Linked DNA regions of Delphinus delphis: region 1 is linked to region 2. The links are chromatin contacts, called in public Hi-C maps. All regions are on one chromosome and are shown on one strand. The core of a region is the stretch at or near the end of the contact, and the rest is flanking DNA. Distances in the headings are between cores, read along the strand shown.

Evidence for each region. Hi-C and Micro-C count contacts between places; a contact is called where the count stands out from the background.
Region 1: a contact with region 2 is called in a Hi-C map of lung, with 3 times the contacts expected there. The contact joins the promoter of SH3YL1 here to the promoter of TMEM18 in region 2. A contact is called at or near these places in 2 of 3 Hi-C or Micro-C datasets (lung and muscle).

What each region holds. Positions count from the first base shown.
Region 1 is chr12:89,683,620-89,689,199 of mDelDel1.2, reverse strand. It overlaps SH3YL1 (SH3 and SYLF domain containing 1), which reads right to left and starts at 3,199. Exons shown (of 10, transcript XM_060027178.1): 1 at 3,109-3,199. The coding sequence starts at 3,109. It overlaps ACP1 (acid phosphatase 1), which reads left to right and starts at 3,891. Exons shown (of 6, transcript XM_060027177.1): 1 at 3,891-4,011. The coding sequence starts at 3,969.
Region 2 is chr12:89,413,971-89,419,895 of mDelDel1.2, reverse strand. It overlaps TMEM18 (transmembrane protein 18), which reads right to left and starts at 2,948. Exons shown (of 5, transcript XM_060027175.1): 1 at 2,737-2,948; 2 at 1,712-1,829. The coding sequence starts at 2,793.

The sequences.
Region 1 (5,580 bases), core at 1,950-4,449, 270 kb before region 2:
GCTAGACACAGCCCTGCGTCACTGCGAGCTGGGTGTCACATGGCCACGGTGAGGACACCTTCACATTCAGCTGAATTCCAGAAGAACCTGGCTAATTTGTTTGGCTAGTACAGATCCTATTACATTTCTAATATGAGCATACTGCCAGGTCATAGTTGTATAATGGTGAATTTTTCCATCAGAGCCAACAAGTAATAACAACGATTTCGAGACAAGCCTCAATTCCTGTCCTCAGCATCAAATCATGGCTCATCCACTTTTCCTCTGCTGTACCATTCGGCAGAGGGGCACGGTCTGTTCAGAATGTTGATATGATTATAGTGCTGAAGTTGTGAAGACAAGGTCATTATTAAGTCATGGTTTGCATCTCAACATGCATAAAATTCTTAAGTCTCTTGAATTCCAAGGCAAAGCAAATCATCTATAAATATTTGAGTTTCTTCCTAAGAGAAGGATGGATGCCAAACCTCAAGCCAAGAAAACAGATGTAAAGTTTTCTTTCAAAAGTAACTGAAATATTTGAAAATTTCCATACTAAGACTTTTTTTTTTTTAATTAAGAGGATTTTTTTTTTAATACTGAGGAGAAAATTTTTACTTTGGAAACCTCAAAAGCTTGAAATGAGCTTAAGATGTAGAAATAATTCCCATATTGGTCATGGGGCAGTAAACTCGGGGCTGGGGTGACTGGGGGCCACAGTGACATCAGAAACTATTTGGAGTAAGCTGCCACCCGGGTGGTAAAAGTGGCTAGTCTCCGGCCCAGCCCTGCAGTCTAGAAGGGAAGCAGGGGGAGGAAAGGCCCCTCCCAACACCTCAGCGTTTTCAGACTTCAGCGCTTCCCAAACTTTCCCTCTGGTCAACAAGCATCTAATATATTATTTTCCTTAATGGAGTCTCAATTATGAGAGGGCTACCTATAGGAAATTTTTTATTAATTTTTATCTTGGCTATAAACCTTAGCTAAAATAAAAGAAACCTTATATATCTATGTAATCTTTTGAAAGCCGTTGAAATATTGAGTTTAGCTTTATTAGGACGTTATCATCTCGGACACTACCACCTGATAACTATGGCCATTGTTTCTTTCTTTTTTTTTTAACATCTTTATTGGAGTATAATTGCTTTACAATGGTGTGTTAGTTTCTGCTGTATAACAAAGTGAATCAGCTATACATATAGATACATCCCCATATCCCCTCCCTCTGTCTCCCTCCCATCCTCCCTATCCCACCCCTTTAGGTGGACACCACTGTTTCTTAAACTAATTCTTATCTCTCTGTGGCCTGGGTTTAACTGCTTCCTTTGTCTTAAGGAGACAAAGTCTGTCAGTTCTAGAAATCAAAACTGGTCTCTCTGGTCAGGTCATTAACCTTCTAATCCAAACTTCAAACTAAACTAATGATTTGAGCCCCAAACATTACCGTGGCCTGTGCCTCTTTTCTTGTTCCCCTGACCACAGGATTCAAACAGGGGACAGAGACTATGGAGTGACAAGAACCATAACTTCCAGCATAAGGAGCCCCTCGACTTATACCATGTTACCTTTTCTCAAACTGAAGAGTGATCCTGGCTCAGAGAAGGACTACACAGGCCACATTAACCTGGTCAGTGACTGTGAAAAATGGACTCCTCCCAAAGAAAATAAAAATTCCGTGTGTTTAGGTCTCAAACTGCACAGGATGATGTCTTATCGTGACACACTTGCACATAAGGCAACTTGTAGAAAGACGTCTGTGACCACCGGTCACTCAGCGTCACGGCAGCAACATCCCCTTCGCTTGTCAGCGTTCTCTTTCCAACCACCATATCTTTCTTTCTAAACAGTGAGAAAGCCCCTGAGAAAACTTCCTAAATGGAATAAAAGCATCAAATCACTCTTGATGAGCACAGATTTCTTTTAAATATTTTTTTAATCTTACAAAAGATGAGGGATAGTATTAACTCATTTTAAAGAAACTCTGTTTAAATAGAATATTTGTAAACCAAATAACCAATTCTCCTTAGTTTATGCATGATAAACAGGATGGAAGTAACAACTGATTTTAACCTCCAGCTGGTCACTGCGCAGGTATGCCAATAGCAGACCACACAAAGAACTAAACGGCACCATGGAGACTTGTTATTTCTCTGAGGTGCGTGTGTGCAGCGTTTCTGACTAACCCATTATTAATTCAGGCATCTCCCACACCTCAATAAAAACTCTCATGAGGACAAAAATGCAGGACACGCATGTGTCGTATACAAAAGAAAACCTGAAAACCTCCTCCCCTTTGGTAGAACATTCTGGGGCCATCAGATTCCTACTCTCTGTGGGCAGGGTTCCCCTGTCTGTGTCATTCTCTCCAACTCAGCCTCAGCAGCAGCAGTGGCGACACAGAACTGTTTGTTGAGATGAAGTGAAAATAACACATTTCCAGCTAGCAGGGTAAATCTCATTATCTCATGGTCATCTACCTGTTCAGAGCAGTTTCCTATTTCATTACACAAGGAAAAACCACCACAGTAAAGGAAAGAGATCCAAGGTCCAGCGCTCACAGCACCAGGGAGGCGGCCACTCTGCCCCAAGAGGTTCCCCGGAACTGTGGCTGATCACAGGCAGGGCCAGGTGAGGTGCGGAGGGCCCGGCACTTACACCTGGGGAGCCCGGAAACAATGGCAGCTTTCTGCCTCCGGCTGCGCGAGCCAGGCCCAGGCTGAACCCAAACCGTCCAACAAAGGTCCAGAGTGTCCCCCACTAAAACAGACGGCAGCGAAAAAAGATAGTGCCTAATACTTGGCTTTTCAAATATTAGATATTTACAAATGAAGTGAATGACAATCGCTAAAATTAAAAACGAGAAGAGCCATTCTGTGAACTGAATCAACTGGGGCCAAACCTGAATCACAACCGCATTTGTGGAGAGTCCAGGGAGCTGGTTCCTCTTAACTTTTAACAGTTGTGGGATAACTGAGTGTTAATAGATGCGCAACAGCAAAAAAATCCCAAAGACATCGTTTCTACCTCTTTCACCAAAGATTTACACTCCTCAGCAAAACTTTTGTATAGCGCAAGGGGTGGTCCCGATTCCAGGTGAGGTTCAGCGGCGTCACCGACACCCGTACTCACTTGCGACCCCGAGCCTGGTCCGTTCCGGCGCCCCTGGAGCTGCCGACACCTACCCAGGAAGAGGAGAGGCCCTCCCCGCTCGGCTCCGCCTCCCAGGGCAGGGACCGGTCTAGCGAGGTGCACACCTGAGACAGGTGAGGGAGCAGGTAAACACCCGCTTTTCCGGGGCAAAGCACCTACTTTACACATATTCGCAGGATAAAAACTGCAGCTAAGGGAGGTGTGCGCTCGCCCTCACCGGTCCCAGGGCGGCTGCTGAAGCAGCCCAGCTTCGACAACTGGGCAGCCCAGCGGCCGTCCCGCCGCAGAGCGGACCTTGCGCAGCGGTTCCGACCCGGGCACTGGGGGCGGGGGTCTCGGGGTACCAGGAGGTGCCCTTGCGGACCCCGCCCAGCCCCTGATCGCGGGCCTCACCTTCGGCCGCGCGGCCCAGGTGACGGGCGCTCACCTGAATCCCAGGACTGACTCCCTACTCTCCGAGGACACTCGGGGACCCATCAGGCCCCGTCTCTCTGGCTTCAGTCTGTGGCCCCCAAAACCCCGGGACTCGGGGCTACGCCCTCTCCTGCCCTCGGGTGGTCACTCAGCAGAGGCGCGTGACCCCAGCTCTCCCCCATTGGGCCCCTCCCCTTCCAGGTGGCTCTTGGTCCCGCCCCATCCCTCCCCTCCCCGCGCCCCACCCCCCGCCCTCGGGGTGGCTCTCGGCGCCGCCTCCCGCGGGAGGCTCTGGGGCCAGACTGCGCAAGCGCGAGACTGCACTCTCACTCCGGGTGGGGCCGGGGCAGGACTACGCGGGCGCGCATGCGCCGCGCCAGAAACGTGCCTACGTGATTAGTGGGCGCCTCTCTGAGCGCGGGAAGATGGCCGAACAGGCGACCAAGTCAGTGCTGTTCGTGTGTCTGGGTGAGACAGCGCTGATCTAGCCCCACTTTGACTTTCCTGGAGGGCTGGGAAGGGCTTCGTGCGCTCTGGGCTGCGCCGCTGGGCTGCGCCGCTGGACCGCGCCGCTGGACCAGGAACGGTGATGCGGAGGAGGCCGGAGAGGGGAGACCCGAGGGTGGCATGGGTCGGCGCCGTTGCCTGGGCAGCTCTGCAGGCGGGGTGTCCTTGACGTGCCCGGTTCTCTCTCCAAGCGGGGTCTCCTGTTCAGTCCTGTCTCCGAGTCGGATCCCCTGTCACCTGCCGAAGCCCTCTATGCAAGCCTGGACCTCTAGCTTCTGTACAGTCCTTTCTCCAAGTCCGGTTCCCGTCTCACCTGCAGCACCTGTACTCCAAGCCAGGGTTCCTGGCATTGCACTTGCCTAGAATCCCTTTTTCCCCTTCATCAGACAGACTCGAGGCCACTGGGCTGATCTGTCCTTTAAGGGCCTCCTGATGCGCCGAAACCCATGACAACACTGGTTTGCTGGCATGTTGCCTCGGCCCATGCTCACAAATGGATCTGACCTAAAGGCAGGGGAAGGGCAAAGGTTCAGGATTTCTTGGTTGTAAAAGCCAAACCAGAGAGATCTGATTCCCTAGGTCGCTGTGTAACAGCCCCATGTGCCAATATTCCTCTACATGAAAATGAAGGTATTTTTTATTTTTAATTCTTCAGGTAACTTCCAGCTCAGAATTATTTTCATTTTTAGGACTTCAACAGTGAGCCTCCCTTACTTAAAATAGAGTTCACTTTCCCTTTAGCTTTCAGGATTTTTCCTTTGATAGGGCACCTCAGTGCTTCCACCCCATCGCCTTAATTCCCCAGAGAGGACGGCCCATATGGTCAATAGTCCAGTGACTTAAAACCTTCTGATGAGTCTGCATTTCCTGCATTTCCTTCCACTCCTCTTTAGGTGCACCCTTAAAGAAGGCCACAGAAGTGTGCTCAGCGTTTCCCACTTTACCCCGTTTACCGTTTCCTACCCACACACCCTGGGGACTCCCTGTTCCCCAGGACTTCAGATGCTCAGTGTGCCTTCCGTTGTGTGCTTCTTTCTGGGAACCCATTTTGCATTTTGCCTGGAAAGCCTTTCTAAAAGGGCAGACCCAAGTATTCCCTTCTTTACTTTTTCCAGATCGTCTAGGTAGAGGTAGTTGTTCCCATGACCCTTTATAGACACCTTTCCTCACACAGATTTTATTATAATTAACTTGATAGCCTCCTGAGATTATAGCTAGATTTAGCCCTCTTGAAGGCAATAACTGTGGCTTATTTTTCTTTGTATTTCCAGCTTTAGGACAAAATATGATGCATACTAGGTATTTGCAGAATTGAATTTCTATGAGGGGAAAAGTAAAAGGCCTCCTTGTTTCACTTTGACAGTAGGCATCATTTGAGTTTTAAGCTCTCCACTGAAGGCTGACTGATGGCTTCAACACAGTTTTTTAAAGGGCAGTTCAGCTCAGGTTGGGCATCTAATAGGATTCCATTGCCTTGTTTATTTCACTTAGTATTGTTGATTAGGCTGACATAATGCACTATGGTGGCTC
Region 2 (5,925 bases), core at 1,699-4,198:
GCCCAGCACCAGGAGCTGCTGAGGGCCTGGATGGGGCTGGCGGAGGGGAGGACGGCCGCCAGGAACCTCAGCCTTGTAAAACTGTGCAAAACCCCGGTTCCTGGGGTGAAATGGGGGAGAGCAATCCTTGACCCCTCCCTCGACGACTGGACCCTGAGGCGCACATCAAGGAAGCCAAAGAAAGGAGACGGGAGAGGAGAAGAGAGGCCTGAGCACGGGGGGGCCACCTCCCCAGAGGGCAACGGGATGCATCCACCATGCACCCCACTCAGGAGCTGGGGGCGCAGTGAACCAGTCTGTGCTTCGTTTGTAAGACTGCAGCAAATAACATGCAAGTCTTCTGTGGGTGTGAGAATTAAATGGGCCATCAGACGTGTAAACGCACTCAGACCAGCATCTATCATCCCCACGCTAAAAGTCACCCTCTGTTCGTCCTTGAAAACAACAAACCCACACGCAGCGCCCAGCTTCACAAAGCTTTTCAAGTATATGGGCTCCTCGCACGAGGCTCTGCGGATGACGCCACCACCTTTTCTGTGCTTCCTGCCTCGGGGCCTTTGCACACATTATTCCCGGGGCTTGCAGTGTCCCTTCCGGCCCTCGAACGCCTGCTGCCTGGCTGGTTCCCCCGCATCCTTCCCCCCTCGGTTTAAATGTCAGGGCAGTGACTTAAGTCCGGCCCCTCCCAGGGTTTCACGGTGCTCCTGCCCTTCCTGCCATGATGCTCAGCAGGGCTGTGGCTACTCAGTGGACGCCGGGGACCCCCAGCCCTACGAGGCTCCGGAGCCCGTCTGTCCTGTCCGCCCCTCGCGGTCCTTCCTAGGGCTCCCACGTAAAGAAGTGAAGTGACAGCCACCCCTGACCGTCAGGACCGTTTCCGGTGCAGGCTTGCTGATTCGCGCCTGTCCTAAGACGACCTCTTGTTTGATTTCCCACCTTGCACAAGGCCAACTGAAAAATCACACTTAAGGTGAGTTTTTGGACTTTGTTAAACTACCAAGCAAGATCTTCAGCATCTTCCCGACGTCCACAAGACGAAGAGCCCAGCATAGCCTCTGAGGCCCTGGCCCACCTTTCCTGGCTGAACATACTTCTAACTAGTCAGCATCAGAATGTGGTTTCTCTGACACCTGACGTCGCCCCTGTGCTCTCACCGGCTGCCTCCGCCCCAGATGCCAGGCCTGGGCCCGACATCTGCTCCTCACCCTAGAAAAGGAGATTGTACTCACCCCTTACACCCCCTACCATGACTTGACCTTCTCTGTGAAACCTTTCTCAACGACTCCCCACAGCTCTGCGTCTTCTCTAAAACCCTGTAGATCTTACCTTCAAAACTGACTCAGGCAATGTGTTATTTTTGCACCACAGCGCTTTCCTTCCTGGTTTGCACTCCCTCCCAGAGCAGGCAGGGCAGCTAAGCCCCCAGAGGAGCCTCTTGTACAGAGTCCGCGTTTCCGCAAACCCAGCTCTCGTTTGTGTAACTGGTATTCAGCACCCTCCCGGGAACACAACACGTGCTTGAGACGCCTTTGAAATCCAATATCCAAAACGTACCTTATCTTTATAGTACCCACAAGCGATCAAAGCAGAACACGAGGCAGGAGAGTTGGGAGGCCTTACATATATATTCACATATCACTGAGGCTACAGAGAGAACAGGCACCCGCGCTGCCGCAGCGCACAGCGATCCGAGCCGCAGAACTGTACTCACCCAGGCACAGGAAGTGCCCCACCTGTAGCTTGTACCTCCGCGATGAGAAGCAGGTGAGCAGCAGGCAGAGCACGTGGAAGGCAGCCAGCCCCACGAGCCAGGGCTCCGTCCAGTCCGTCTGCTGGAGGACACACAGCAGAACCTCGTCAGGGCCCACGTGCACTGGACCAGGCTTCACACTGCCTCTCCTCTGAGCCCGTCCCGAGCGCCCGCCAAGCCTCACAGGACACGGGGAGGGGAGGGGGAGCAGGGATCCCCACTGCACCCACGTCCAGGGACTGTCACCCGGCCGTGCCTGGCTGTCCCTCCACACAGGACTGAAGGCTTTCCTACCTGTCGAACAGACCTGCACTTCAAGCTGGGAGAATCTAAAGACCCTCCCCCACGGGGAGATGAGAAAGCGGTGCCTGGTTGCACTCGGTCGCCCCCAGAGGCAAAGCTACCAGTTCCTCAGAGCAGTGATTAAAGCCTCAGAAACCTGGGCCACCCAAACTGGCAAGATGTGGTTTTCTCCCGCCTTTCTGACACACACCCTGCCCTCCAGACAGTGCTGCGACCGCACGTCCGCTCAACTCTAGAGGTGGGCTCGTCCGCACCCCTGAACTCGGACCCCCTCCTTGGGGCTCAGGTCCCCCGGGGGCACGGGTGCTGGGGGAGCGGCCCGCGCCCTGCCACTCTGCCCACAGCGGGTCCACGCCACCCGGACCCCCCATCCCAGCCCAGGACGGCCCACCTCCCCGCTCCTCGCCGCCACGAGGCCCCAGCTCTCCCCGCAAACCCCCGACCCCCGACCGCCCCGCACCTCAGCATCCCGCCAGCCTGAAGGTCCTCCAATCTCGTCCCGCCCCGACGCCCCGGCCCCACCGCCACGCCACGCCGCGCCCACCCAGGTACAGGCCCCGCCCCTGCACCCCCCACCCACGCCTCCCGTCCGGCGCCGCCGGCGTCCCCGGCGGAGGCTGGGAAATTTGGAGAGGCCCCAGCCGACAGCGACCGAACTGACGGCCAAGGAGGCAACGACTTACCGTGATCACGGCGGGGATGCTGACGGGGAACTTGCTGACTGAGAATGCAGACGGCATCGCCTCCGGAAAGGCCCTGCTTCACCACCACCTTTTCGTCTTCCCCGCCCCGCCCGGATAGGTCAAGAAGTCCTCTGGTGTCCTCTCGCGTTATCTCCACTTATCGCGATGCCTGCTGTATCCGGAAGCGGCAGGCAACCTGCCATCTCGCGATATCTCCAGTTCCCGGTACCAGGTTCAAATCTCGCGAGATTCCGTGGTGTTAAAATAAACATAAGGGAATTACGAGTAGCTTCCAGCGTTGTTTTTTCCCCCCCCGAGCTGCTGCGAGAGGGACGTTTTAGTTCTTCCTATGTGGCGGGCTCTCATAAGTGGCAGCTCGGAGGACTGGGGGCTAGTGGGCGTCCCCGCCTCCTCCCCGCGCAACGCCTAGGGCTGGGGGCGTGGGGGTATCGCTCAGGAGAGTGACCTGGACCCCTAGGAACATAGGGGAGAGTGACCTGGATCCCGGGGACAGAAAGGGACAGTGTCCTGGACTCGGGCGGGGGACAGAGAGGGAATTGACCTGGACACTGGGGAAAACGGGGGACAGTGACCTGGACTCCGGGAGACAGAAGGGGACAGTGACCTGTACCCCAGAGAGAGAGGGGCACAGTGCCCTGCACGGAGGGGGACAGTGACCTGGACGTCGGTGGATGGAGTGGGACAGAGGGGACAGTGCCCCTGCCCCTCTGAGAAATCAGGGTCTCCAGATGCTCACTCTACCGTCAGCTCCAGAAGTGGGTGCTGATTGCTTCTAGCTCACATGGACCTTAAAAACAAAACGGCCAGTAGTTTTACCAGCTAAATGGCTTTGTTCCGGAATAGAAAGGAATTGCAGCTTGGGACATATAATCTAAGACAAAACCACAGGCAAGTTGGGCAAACAAAGGACAGGAGCGTGTCATTTTATAAAGAAAAAGGGGGAAGTGGAAAGAGCTGCTTTGAAGGAAAGTCCATTGGAGGAAAGTGAGAGTAAAGGGTGCTGAGGGGTTCCTATTGGCTGGGCAGTGGTGGTTTCTCATTGGATGAGTGGTGACAGTCTCTCATTGGCTGGGCTGTTGCCAGGCGGGGAGAAAATCTTCCCTCCCCTGCCGGTCTTGAGTAGGGACGTTCCTTCTGTCGGGTCTGCAGAGGGCCGGAGTGGTACCTGCCTGAGCGTATCCCCTTCTGCTTCCCGTTTCCATCTTCAATGAGGTTCCCTTTATTTTCACACCAATCAGGGAATCCTGAATTCTCTGTTGATTCAAGACACAGAATTAATGGAATCAATACTTGGCATCCTGCCCTGTGTCTGCGGACTAACAGGGAAGCCCCTGGTTCGCAGGCACTCAGTCAGGTGAAGAGACGGACCCCGTTCTCTGGGTGGACCTGGGGGAGGGTGTGAGGAAAAGGACTGCAGCCTGTCGCCACCTTGAGGGTACTTGGCACCTGCAGAGCGGCAGGGGGGAGGGAGAAAGTGAGCTCTTGGCAGGTGGCCTCCCTGACTGGGGGAATCAAGCCAGGATTGAACCCAAACATGTGAGCCAGGCTGCACCAGGGTTTCTCTTCCTTGCTGCCTGAGGAGCTTTCCAGAAACTCCATACTTGGCAACTCCGGCTTCCAGGGTGGGGAGGTCTCTATGGCGGCCGCCACCCATCGCGCCCCCGCCCTGCCCATCCCTCGCTGGATAAGACGGCTCTGTCCTCCTGGCCTCACTCTCCCACAGTCCAGTCCTTACACCGCAGACACAGACAGCTTTAAAAACATAAATTAGGTAAAGTTGTTTGCAACAAATGCATTTTCATATATTCATAGTTGTTGAATTGAGAGGTTTTAATTTATACCATTTAATTTTAGGTGGAGAAATACTTTTCTTCTGAGAATTATGGAATAGCCAAATCTGTTATTTATGACTCTTTTTTTCACAGATTGCCTTTACAAAATTATAGTCATTTAGAAATGTGCTTGTGAAAAGTCCGTAATTATGGATAATAAAAGCTTTATAGATAAAATACAACAAATTAATATCTCATCTTCGATTTATATTTTCACTGTTCTGTTAGTGTCTCCTGACCTCAGGGCTCTTGGAGGAGTTTGTAACTACATGGATTACAGGGCACATCGCCATGTGCTGTTTCCATGGATTTATGTTTCTGTCTCAGACATAGGAGACGATGTGTTTATTGACCTTTGTCAATCTCACAACATTTTGTGCATTGCCTGGACATACTGAGAATTTTTTAAATGGAAGTTGAGGGTTTAAATCATGTGTCACAATTGTACCTTCATGTGTCACAATTGGGGCTGCCAGGCTGGGGACTCCTCGGGCCGGCTGTGGACTCAGGTCAGCCGTGGGCTCCTAGGTGGGGCAAGCAGGTGTTTTGACTGTGATGGTTTGCAGACCTGGGCTCAGCCAGGTGGGCTTTGGCCTTTGCATGTGTCACTGATGTGGGTCTACAAAGGCAGGGACTGGGGTAGATGCCATCAGATCAGAGACACCCAACAAGGGCTCGATTTTATACGAGTCTTAGAGTCATTGTAACCAGAAAACCGTTTGCTTTGGCCTTTGCAAGGCGGCTCCAGCTGTAAAGGGGGGTTTCTGGCCCAGCAAATCGTGCCCTCCGCCATTCTGCAGGAAGGGCCAAGGGGTGAAGCCGGGAAGCCCTGGACCGTCCAGCAGCATACGAGTCACACCTCACACCCCAGGGCGCCTGCAGACTGAACCTGGACGGTGGGCGTCTCCGGGGCCCAACCTGCTGCATAGCCAGCACTGTGTTCTTTCCTGTGGCTGCGCTGACGGAACACCCGACAGGGGGCTTAAAACAGCAGGAGACAGCCCCTCTCAGTCTGGAGGCCGGAGGTCCAAAGCCCCAGGGGCAGCGGGGCCAAACTCCCTCTGAAGGAGGGGGGCAAGGTCCCTGCTGCCTTTTCAGCTTCCCACGGAGGGTGGCAAGCCCTACATTCCACTGTCACATGCGCCTCCACCTTCTCTTCTCATCAGGGCACCGGTCACTTATCAGGGTCCACCCTCCTCCAGTAGAGCCTCATCCTAGCTTGATCACATCTGCAAAGCCCTGTTTCCAATAGGCTCCCATTCACGGGCACTAGAGCTTGAACATACCTTTGGGGGACGCAGTTAACCCACAGCCTGTGTAACAGATAGCTGCCACA